Linked DNA regions of Rattus norvegicus: region 1 is linked to region 2. Evidence: chromatin contacts called from public Hi-C data. All regions are on one chromosome and are shown on one strand. The core of a region is the stretch at or near the end of the contact, and the rest is flanking DNA. Distances in the headings are between cores, read along the strand shown.

Region 1 (4,984 bases), core at 544-3,043, 140 kb after region 2:
CCCAAACTATAAAAGCATTCTACACAGCCCACATCATCTCAACAAATAACCCTTGCACAGGACACCAATACCCAGGCTGACTTACAGCTCCAACTACAGGCAGATAGTGATGTTTTTCTGAGAGTATTTTAATGAAGGTTAGCTGTTGGTCTACCCTCACGGGGTTCTAGTATCTAAGAGCCTTTCGACACGCTGTTCCTTAGGCTTAAATATGCTGCTAGTGACTCTTCGCCTACTGACATTTAAAATCCTCTTGCGTTTTAAGTTCCAGCTCTGCATGGTCTTCTGTAATACCCTCGGTACCTAAATTTCCCCTTAGCATCACAGATCTGTATTTACCATTAGCCATCTGAGGACACTTATGTCCATCTAATTTCCTACCGTAGCGAGCTCCTAGAGGACAGGAATGGCAGAGGGATCAATTCATTCTCGCCCTTCTTGTCTAAAAGCCCTGCTGCACACGGCTGCCCCACCCCCACCCCCCGTGAAGCATTGGTTGAGCTGATCCAGCAGAGACAGAGACCACGGCTGTGCAGATGACTAACTGCAAAGCAACTGGGGAAGAGTCCAGTTAGAAAGGCTCAAGGTGAGCTGTGTGCAACCTACAAGCTCAGTTAGAAAAGCCTGTCTGGGAAAGTTGCACAGTGAAATGGTAGGTGGGCAAAATGAGCAGCACTTTGTCGGGGGGGGGGGATAAGCAAAAAGGCTCTTGACGGACAGAACTACATCCACACAACAGCAGAGAAGAAGGAAAGTCCAGAAATGCCAAGGAGGGAGTGGAGTCCACACATTTATTTTCTTGACGGTTTTTAGGGCAAAAAAGTTGAAAGATGCACACATACGCACACACAGAGAGAGGGGGGAGGAGGAAGGGAGGGGGGGAGGAGGAAGAGAGGGAGGGAGGGATTAAGGGAGGGAGAGACATACAGAGACAGAGAAACAGAGACAGACAGACAGACAGACAGACAGACAGACAGACAGGAGAGATTGAAAGAGAATCAAAGAAACCTGAGGCACGAAATTGAGACTGGTTTTGCTGACAGTATGACTGTGTAGTGTAATGACTGACTTACATGCTCAGGGAACCATGCTTAAGGGAGCTCTTGTCCAGAGACCTAAAAGCCTGGAGTATACTTCTGAACAAGCTGCTATTTGGGCGTTCACATCCAGAATCATTTGCAGGATTTTAGGAAGAGTTGAGATTGAGTGGTCCATGGGGATAAAAGCCTTCCAGGTTGGGGGTTGGGGACAGCACACACTTTTAGATGATAGGTCTCTTCCTACCAAAGATAAGAAGGGAAATATTTCACACTAACACAGTATTTGCACACTAACATATCCGGGAGCCAATCCTTTTTAAGTTACCTCCAGGGAAACAGAAGAAATGAACATTGAATAACCATTGTCTTCTCCTTTAGTCTAAAGAGCCCTGGGTAGGAACTTAACCTTTGGGGTGGTCTGGGGTCACTTGGGGAGTTTCAGGAAAGCACTGGAAAGAGCCTGAGATATTGTCCTGTTGTAAAAAGCCCTAAGAGATCCCGATGCCAAACTCAAAAACAGCTGTTCCAGCAAAGGGAAACTGGTGAGGATTCTGTGGCAGTGAACCTGGGATTCCGAAGATGCTGGCTGGGTCTTATAAAAGGCTCCAAGTTATTCTCAAGCAGATTGGCCATGGATCACTCTAGGGAAAATCCTTGGGTAAGACTGGCCTTGGCTAGCTAGCTATATGGTGCACATCAGAGAGACAGTTCACGTGTGAGAGCCACTATTCGGTAAAGGACTGTGGTTACATAACTGAAGATTCTAATCTATTCTTGTTCCCAAGGACAGCAGCAAAAATATCCTTCTGAGAAGAGCCATGCACTAGGTAAGAAAGTGCAGTACGAAATGTGTTATAAGATTACAGTGTCACAGATTGCTTGGCCATTAAATTGTATCACTCCTCAGGCATCGCCTACGCTCCTACAGAGCTTGCTGAACAAACGCACACGTTGGCCAAAATACTGATGGATGTGAAGGAACCTTATTAGTGTGAAAAGAAACTCATTTTTGGGGAAAAAAGATACTTTGATGTTGTTGTGGTTGTTGTTGAGACAGGGTTTCTCTGTGTATCTCTGGCTGTCCTGGAACTCACTCTGAAGACGAGGCTGGCCGTGACTTCATAGAGATCCACCTGCCTCTGCCTTCTGAGTACAGGGATTAAAGGCGTGCGTTATCACTGCCTGGCTGACAAGTTCTTTTAAATGAGCAAGTATGTGCAAATATCCCTCTTCATAACTGCCAATCTGATTCCACCAAATCAGAAGGTGAAAGTGTCTTTAAATTTCTTAAAAATGTTTCTTTAGCAGTGTAATTAATAATGATGCTGGATAATTACAGCATTCTCTAAATCTATAAATCCTAAAGTCAGCATTAAACTCTAAGTGGAACACATATATACCTGCAATTTCCCCCAAATCAGAGACGTTGTCTTGTCTCTCAGAGGGCAGTGATATTCCATGATATGTTCACGGGCTGGCGAATATTTGATACTTGATCAACAGAGCTTCATAGTGGACAATTATTTCAGGAACTCCAGTCAGAGGTTAGAGCCTCTTAGAAAAGGGCATGCCAGCCCTTTGAGGGTCTTCTCTGTGACAAGGGAGCAGAGGAGTCTGGAAAAGCAAAAAGAGACACTGTCAAGAGTCTGTGGTACTGCCAAGCCGCCCTTTTCCTATTCAAAGACCTACTGAGGGACTTTTTTTGTCTCACTATTTCATTTTATAATTTAAATTTTCCTGCAGCATTCCCATCAAAACTGACCGACTTCACCTGTGAAACTCAGTGGCCTGCCCAGCACAGGCCCTTGGAAGAGAGCAAATGTGTGTCACTTAAGCTTGTCTGCAAAGCAGACTGCTAAGGGAGCATTCTCCTACCAAGCAGGTTTCTGGGTTCCTAATCCACCAGGAGACAGAGGAGCTGTAAGCAGCTGGACTGAAGCGGACTTGTAGAACCAGAAGGATCCGACTGGCTTCTGGCTTACCAAGCCATGTGATTGTCACACTGCAACGCAGTTGTGGAGTTTCACTCTCTTGCTGGGATTTTGTTGCTGAACAAAAACAGCCAGGGAAGGAAAGGGTTTCTTCCCCTTTCACTTCCAGGTCACAATCCTTCATTGAGGGAAGTCAGGGCAGCAACTCTGACAGGAGCTTGAAGTAGAACCCATGGCGGAATGTCACTTCTTGGCACATTGGCTTGCTCTCCTCCCCTGGGCTTGCACTTAGCTAACTTTCTTCTATGGCCCAGGGCCACCTGCCTGGGGATATAGCTCTACTGCATTGATTAATAATTTAAAAAATTCCCCACAGACCAATCTAATCTAGTGAATTCCTCAATCAAGGCTCTCCTCTCCGATGGCTCTAGGCTGCATCAAGTTGACAGTTAAGGCTAACCAGGACAGGAATGTCATGAGGAAAGCCATGTGCTCATTGGGCAAATTGCTTAGAAATCATTTTGAGGTAACTGAACAGACTCAAGTACTCCTCCTGGCTTCCTATGACTTATTTCCAGCTCTCTATCCCCTCTGTTACACATTGTGTGTACCACTCTTCTTATTGGTACATGAATACCAAGCTGGTTGTGGCACATACACTTCTGTGTGGTAAAGGGTGGTTTGTTCATTTCTTTTTAAAGATTAAATCTCTCAAAGGAGAGAAAAAACAGAGGACCACAGTGCTGTGTCAGGAACGGTTGAAATCAGTATCACAAGTTCAGGAGGCTTAAAATCTAAATAGGAAACACTATGGGAGGCCGGGGAACAATCCCTGTGGGATCTGAAGCATTCACAATCCAGTTTCTTTCACGAGGGCTTCTGTCTTTGGTCTTCCGGACAATAGACCAAACCATCGCCTCACACCGTCACCACTAGAAGCATTTTCAGGTAGAGGCGAGGCAGCTCCCATCCCTGAGTCGATGATGATGTCATCCATGAGTTGGCTTCCTTTAGTTTCTCACACTCTCTTCTACCTTCCTAACTTTCTGTGAGACAAATGGAGAGTTTTCCTCCATCAGTTTTTCATCTGCATTGTCCTTCTCTGTAAAAAAAAGTCTCAGTAATTTACAATCTCCTTTAGGTTCCCTTCAGTTTCCAGGTAACTACTGGTCAGTAACTCAACACATAATGTTGAAGAGGGCCATGAAAAAAATGGTGGAAAGAAAAAAAAATCTTTCACTAATGCGAAATCCTTAATTACTTTTGTAAGGGAAGCTAACACATTAAGAACTCATAGGTAGAGCAGATTATCCTGGTCTTGTCAGGGAAAGAATGGTCTCTTAGGGGATCTTGGAGAACATTCTCCCAGAGTGGTATTATTTATTTATTTATTTACTACAGCTAGTCTTATCTGCTTGTGGGTTTGGGGTGACTTAGTCCATTCATAAGAAAGTTATTGGAAGTTTTCAAAGCTCTGCCTGATGAAGACACATCAATCATGAAGCATTTAATGGATATTGAGTGCCTAGTGGATGCTGGGAAAAATTTTCAAGTGTGCTGTCCCACTTAAATTCCCACCAAAATGCGTGAAAGAAAAGGACACATAAACTAATCTGCCATATTTTTACAGATCGTGACATCAGGGCTTGTAGGGGTTTTATATGGTTATATATGTTCCACAGGGTCATCCAGCTAGGGTGCGACAGAAAGGTTTTCACCAGGTTTTCTTTGTTTTTTCTCCCCAGTACTGCACCAGCTAACACTCTGGGAATAATGGAGTTTAGCCAGCATGTTACCAAAGAGAATTGATGAGATGAGAGCACCAAGCTATCCACAGTCACCTCTTGCATCTTTTACAAAGGCTAATTAATGAAGAACTTTCCTCACTAAGTTTGGATGAAAATTAAAAACCCCACGATTCTTCTGATCATGTGGGAAATAAAAAAGTCCAACCACCATTGCAACTGTTAAAATACTCCAATTCAAAATTAAGATGACCCAACTATACTCAAT
Region 2 (5,329 bases), core at 784-3,283:
GATGGCTCAGCAGTTAAGAGCCCTGTCTGCTCTTCCGGGGGAGCTGCGTTGATTTCCAAGCCCCACTTAGTAACTAACAACCATCCAAACTGCAGTCCCAAGGAATCTGACACCCTCTTCAGGCCTCTGTGTATGTGGTATACACAAATACATTTAAACAAAAAACTCATATACATAAGCTAAAAATGTTTTTTGATAAAAAGATGGTTGACTTCTTCCAGATCCACTCCTTACCTGGTACTCTGACCAACTCAGTATTGTTCCTTACTTTCTCCATTGGCAAACTGGGAACAGAACCCTTACAAACACATATTTGAGTTTTGTGGTGATAATGAGTTGTGTGTATTTAATATAATTTTTGCTTATGCATTTATCAGAAGCAGCTCAAATTATTAGGCTTCTAGCAGCAGGCTAGTCAAGTGATTTCAAGAGCTCAGAAGCAAGTCACTAGCTGCCGACTTAATTCAGCCTGTGTAAGGCTCATCTGTTGGAAGCTACCCTCTGAGTTATGCCTGTCCAGGGACCTGGGTTAATGATGGTGTTACAATCAGTAATTTAAGAAAATACCTGTACAGACTCGGTTCATTCACAGATTAATTTCTCCATGAAATATCTTAAATATAAGTACTTTGAAAAAAAGGATAACACAAGTTCTGTTTGTGGAGTCATTTTCTGAAGAAAAAGAAACACAGTCAAGGTCATTGAAGCTACTTGGAAAACATCCTTCAGATTGGAAGAGTTGAGTATTAAGAATCAAGGAGGGTGGGGCAGTGAAGTGACTCAGTGGATGGAGACATTTGCTGCTAGGCGCAAGGAAGCCATGTGGCAGAAAGAGAAAACTGCTGAAAACTGTCCTCTGACCTCCTCGATGCACGTGCTCTGGCATCTCATACACACAGGGGAGGAGAGAGAGGGAGGGGAGGGATAGATAGATAGATAGATAGATAGATAGATAGATAGATAGATAGATAGATGATAGGTAGGTAGGTAGGTAGATAGATAGATAGATAGATAGATAGATAGATAGATAGATAGATGTTAAAGGAGATATCTAGGAGATATTAAAGGATAATCTAGGAGACAGGGCTGTGGAAGCAACATAACTGGCACACTAGCACCCAAGTAGAAAAGGCAGGTAGAGTGTGGAGCTATAATAGTAGTGTGAAAGAGGCAGAGACAAGAGGATCCTTGGGATTTGCTGGCCAGTAAATCAAGCCAAACCAGGGTTCTTTTGGCCAAGTGGGTGACTAAATAACAACAACAATGACAACAATGTGATAATAATAATGTGGAGAAGATTTGAGAAAGACACAGACACCAATCCAACCTCTGACCACACATGTGCACACACACGGACATTAACACATGAATACCACAGAGAGAGGGATGAAAGGAGGGGGGAGAGAGAGACAGAGGGAGGGGAGAGGGAGGGAGAGAGAGAGGAAGAGAGGGAGAGGGAAAGAGAGAGAGAGAAAGAGGCTCTTAATTAAGAGTGTCAATACACAAGGAAGCATAACTCGGATGGGAACCAGCTCCAGGAAGCTGCTTACACTGCCTGGAAAGGATCTGTAGTTCACCTGGAATAGAACAGTGAGGCCTTTGTCCTAGAAAGCCTTCCTCCACAAGATCACAGAGCCAAGCTGGAGAGATGGCTCAGGGGTTAAGAGCAGTGGCTGCTCTTCCTGGAGACCCAGGTTCAGTTCCCAGCACCCACATGGTGAGTCACAGCCATCTGTAACTCCAGTTCCAGGAAGTCTGGAGCTGCCTTCTGGCCTCTGTGGACACAAGGCATACATGTGGTGCATAAACATGCCTGGAAGCAAAGCATCCATATGCATAAAATAAAAGTAAATGCATCTCTAAAAAAAATGGTTTTTAATCACAGAATGAACCACAAGAGGCTTCCTCAATGCACAAAACGGAAGTTCAAAAGCCCTTCCAGAATGAAGACTTAGCTCTGAGCTGTGCTCAATGGAACCAAGCCTGGAGCTTGTGACTCTAGAGAAATCTTGTCATAATTCAACAGAACCTAATTTTAGCAGCTTCCGTAGGAGGCAGGGAGGAAAGAGGGGCTGATGAGTCAGACTGGCTTGGGTATATAAAAGGACCAGTGGGAGGAGTGATGATCCAGGACAGAACGGGAAGAAGACCGAGGCAAATGCAAAGCTGTTCAGCTCTCTGTGTTAGACTTTAGCTCTTAAACCCCAGTGTCAATTAAGTGACCCCCAGAGCTTGTTATTATGTATACGAGATCTGCATTACAACACTGGAGTATACACATCATGCTTGCCTGCCGACAGACAGTTCACAATTTCATGGAGTGTAATCTATAAAATGGAACACATTATTAACTCTCTCTGAAGAGACACATTCCAGAACTGTATAAGGCATTAGTGTGCATTTGTAAATAATTTACACCAATGAAGAGGATGGACCTATTGTTTGGTTTGGTTTGTTCAGGTGGATTTGCTATCAAAGGATGTTTTTGGTAAATTAGTGACTTACCTTCACTCTCTTATAAAATCTCATAGGCGTCCCTCCCCACCCCCATCACCATCTGGGATGGGTAAGAGTTTGGCATGTTTATAACCCCTAGGAACTGCTTCTTTTCCTGCCTTCCAGCCCCTATGCCGAGCACGCCTCCCCTCAGGACCAGATGATGTGGAGCTAAATCCACTTCTACCCACTACTGTCGCCACTGCATTTCATTAACAGGCTCAAGGTGTCCCAACAGCTAAGACTTGGTGGGCACATCCCGTCTGTCTGCTCTTGGTCATTTCTGATCACTGTTAGAGCACATGTTGCAGGAGACTGTATCTACTACTGCTGAATGAATCACCCTTAAATTCTATTATCTTCTTGTCCTAAAGAGTTCTTGGATTCTATTCTCATTAATCCCAGTCTGAGCCACCATCAATTCAATTTTAACATCACAACCACTAACGTCTTCTCCCAGTCTCCAGACATGCTGCTCTCTGAAATTATTCTCCAGTTTGCAGCCATAATAATCATTCCTGGCAACCCATCCTCTTTCTCAGCCCCATAGTACCTTCCTCTTGCTCCCCAAATAAAACCTAAACACCCTAAGAAGAAAGGTTCATTTTGGTGGGAACAACATCACCACACTGACTTTCTGCTGACTCTATCTACCCACAACCCTCTCCCTCCTACAGTCAGGACACATTGAAATGAATCTCTACGAAATCAGTTTCTTTTTCATTGTACTGATGCCTGGAAAATAGTCTTGTTGGCTCTGCATCCTTCACATCCAGTTGAGATGGCCCCTTTGCAAGGAATCCTTTCCTGGTTGACTGAAATGAGTCACGTGCCTTTCTAGCTGTGCATGTATAAACCCATACCTGGCTCTAATGTATTAGTCACTTTGCTTATCATTGCTGTATCAATAGTAGTAACTCAACAAGAGTTGACTTGGGTTCACGGTTTCAGAGGGATATGGTTGGGAAGGAATGACCAAGCAGCCCTTGTGCATGTCAGCAGGAACTGTGGCTGCTACTTGACATGGCAGCTAATAAGGAACAGGGATGCAGACCATAACTGGAGACCAACAAAACCTTATAGGCCCTTCCCTAGGTGTCTACATGCACCAACAAGGTTCCATGTCCCAAAGGTTTTACAATCTCCCAAAAGAGTACTGCCAAATGAAAAGCAAGAACTCCAAGAGTGAGCCTGTGCAGGATGCTCCAGATAATGCTGATGTAAAGGTACCCACTTCCTTACCTCTCTGTGGCCTTTATTACACCAGCCACATCCAATGGCAGCACACATAAAAAGGCTATAGTAGAAGGTCTTCAGCTCGCTGTCGCCATGATAGCTGTAAATCTGAGAGCAGCTCTCTTTTAGGTTGTTTTTCTTCATTGGAAAGTGAATGAGTCTAGCAAAAGGATCCTTCAAACCCTTCTAGAGCAGGTAGTGCCCATTTGAAATCTTTCCAAAGGAAAGCTTTTTGATCAGCCATTCCTATGGTGTCGGTGCAGAACATTTAAATACACAAGACAGTTAAAGAAACAGACACACCTAGAAATGATCAGTTTTTATGATTTGTTCAAGAGATGTTCACCCAAAAGTCTCACGTGTTGAAGGCTTGATCTCCAGCTGACGGCACTGTTAAGAGGAAGTGGGGTTATAAACACTCACGCCTATTCAGTCAGGATGCACTATTAAAAATAGGGAGCTCTTTGGAAGGGTACGTATCTGAGAGCGTGCTTTTGAAAATCATAGCTTGTCTCTCCTTATCCCTTGGCTGTCATAAGGTTAGCAGCCTTTCCCCTCCCTATTCTTGTACCATCTACTTCAGCCTGCTCTGCCACACCCTTCTGCTATGATGTTCACCTCACTATAAGTCCAGAAAGAATAGACTCAGCTAAGAACTGAAGCCACACAGCAAGATAAGTCATTCCCACTTTAAACTTTTTCTCTTTGGTATCTGTCACAGTGAAAAGAATCTGACTGACACAAGAAAATGGTGCCAAGAAATGAAACTGTTGTGATTATGTCTGGTCAGGTTTGAAATGAAATGAGGGACATTGGGACTTGGACTAGAGGCCATTTTATTAAACTGGTAGCAAATTTTATTTACATCACTTCAAGTCTTGCTATTTTGCAGGAAGCCAAATTAAAAGATTATGAACTATTAAGATTATGAAGATTTCAAGCTATGTTGTTGTCCAGGATGTGGCATGGTGATGCTGACCGCCTTTGTCCAGATTAATGGCAAAACATGGGACCAAGAGCAGAAGGATTTTTGAAAACATATAGCAAGAGCAAGATGCAAACCAAGAACAAATAAAACATAGTTCCCAATGAGATTAATTGTACTAAAAATAAGTCACCCACTTTTCATAAGGCAATAGGAAAAACACTCTTAGGACATTTCAGCAATTGACTAAACCTTACTCATCACAGGATCAAAGATATAACCATTCGAAAGACTCTTCTTTAAGAAGTCAGCACTAGGATATCCTGTTTTCCCAGAACTCATTTCTCAGCCATCCCAATACCAGAGGCAACCATGTTCAGAGTAGTCCCAGCTACTACTTGAGTTCCTGAAAGAACTGACGCCCCCATGTGATTCTAGTTTGGCATGAAGTGCCAGGATTAACATTTACTTTGCTGGATTTGGTTCCAAGTTTAGTCCCATGCCTCTTTTCTATGCCCCACTAATGTCTTTTAGAATGTGCTATTCTAGGTTGAATATGAGTAACTTCTGTTTTCACAGGAGCTTAGACCAAAGCCTCTCAGAGGAGATATTGAATACAACCTTTGCCTTGAGCGTCATGGATTTCGCACTTGATCTTTCGAGCTGAAACTG

The links. A called contact is a pair of places that touch in the nucleus more often than the background predicts.
Region 1: a contact with region 2 is called in a Hi-C map of frontal cortex, with 1.8 times the contacts expected there. The contact joins two enhancer-like sites. A contact is called at or near these places in 2 of 12 Hi-C or Micro-C datasets (frontal cortex and mammary epithelial cells).

What each region holds. Positions count from the first base shown.
Region 1 is chr3:124,359,793-124,364,776 of GRCr8, forward strand. No RefSeq gene overlaps it. Among named protein-coding and RNA genes, the nearest start is that of Spred1, 75 kb to the right of the region's middle. Within about 2 kb of position 1,794, at least 7 of the 93 cell types and tissues checked have an H3K27ac peak or open chromatin away from gene starts, as enhancers often do.
Region 2 is chr3:124,216,313-124,221,641 of GRCr8, forward strand. The region is part of intron 2 of LOC134486426 (a long non-coding RNA gene); the gene reads right to left. Among named protein-coding and RNA genes, the nearest start is that of Tmco5a, 32 kb to the left of the region's middle. Within about 2 kb of position 2,034, at least 28 of the 93 cell types and tissues checked have an H3K27ac peak or open chromatin away from gene starts, as enhancers often do.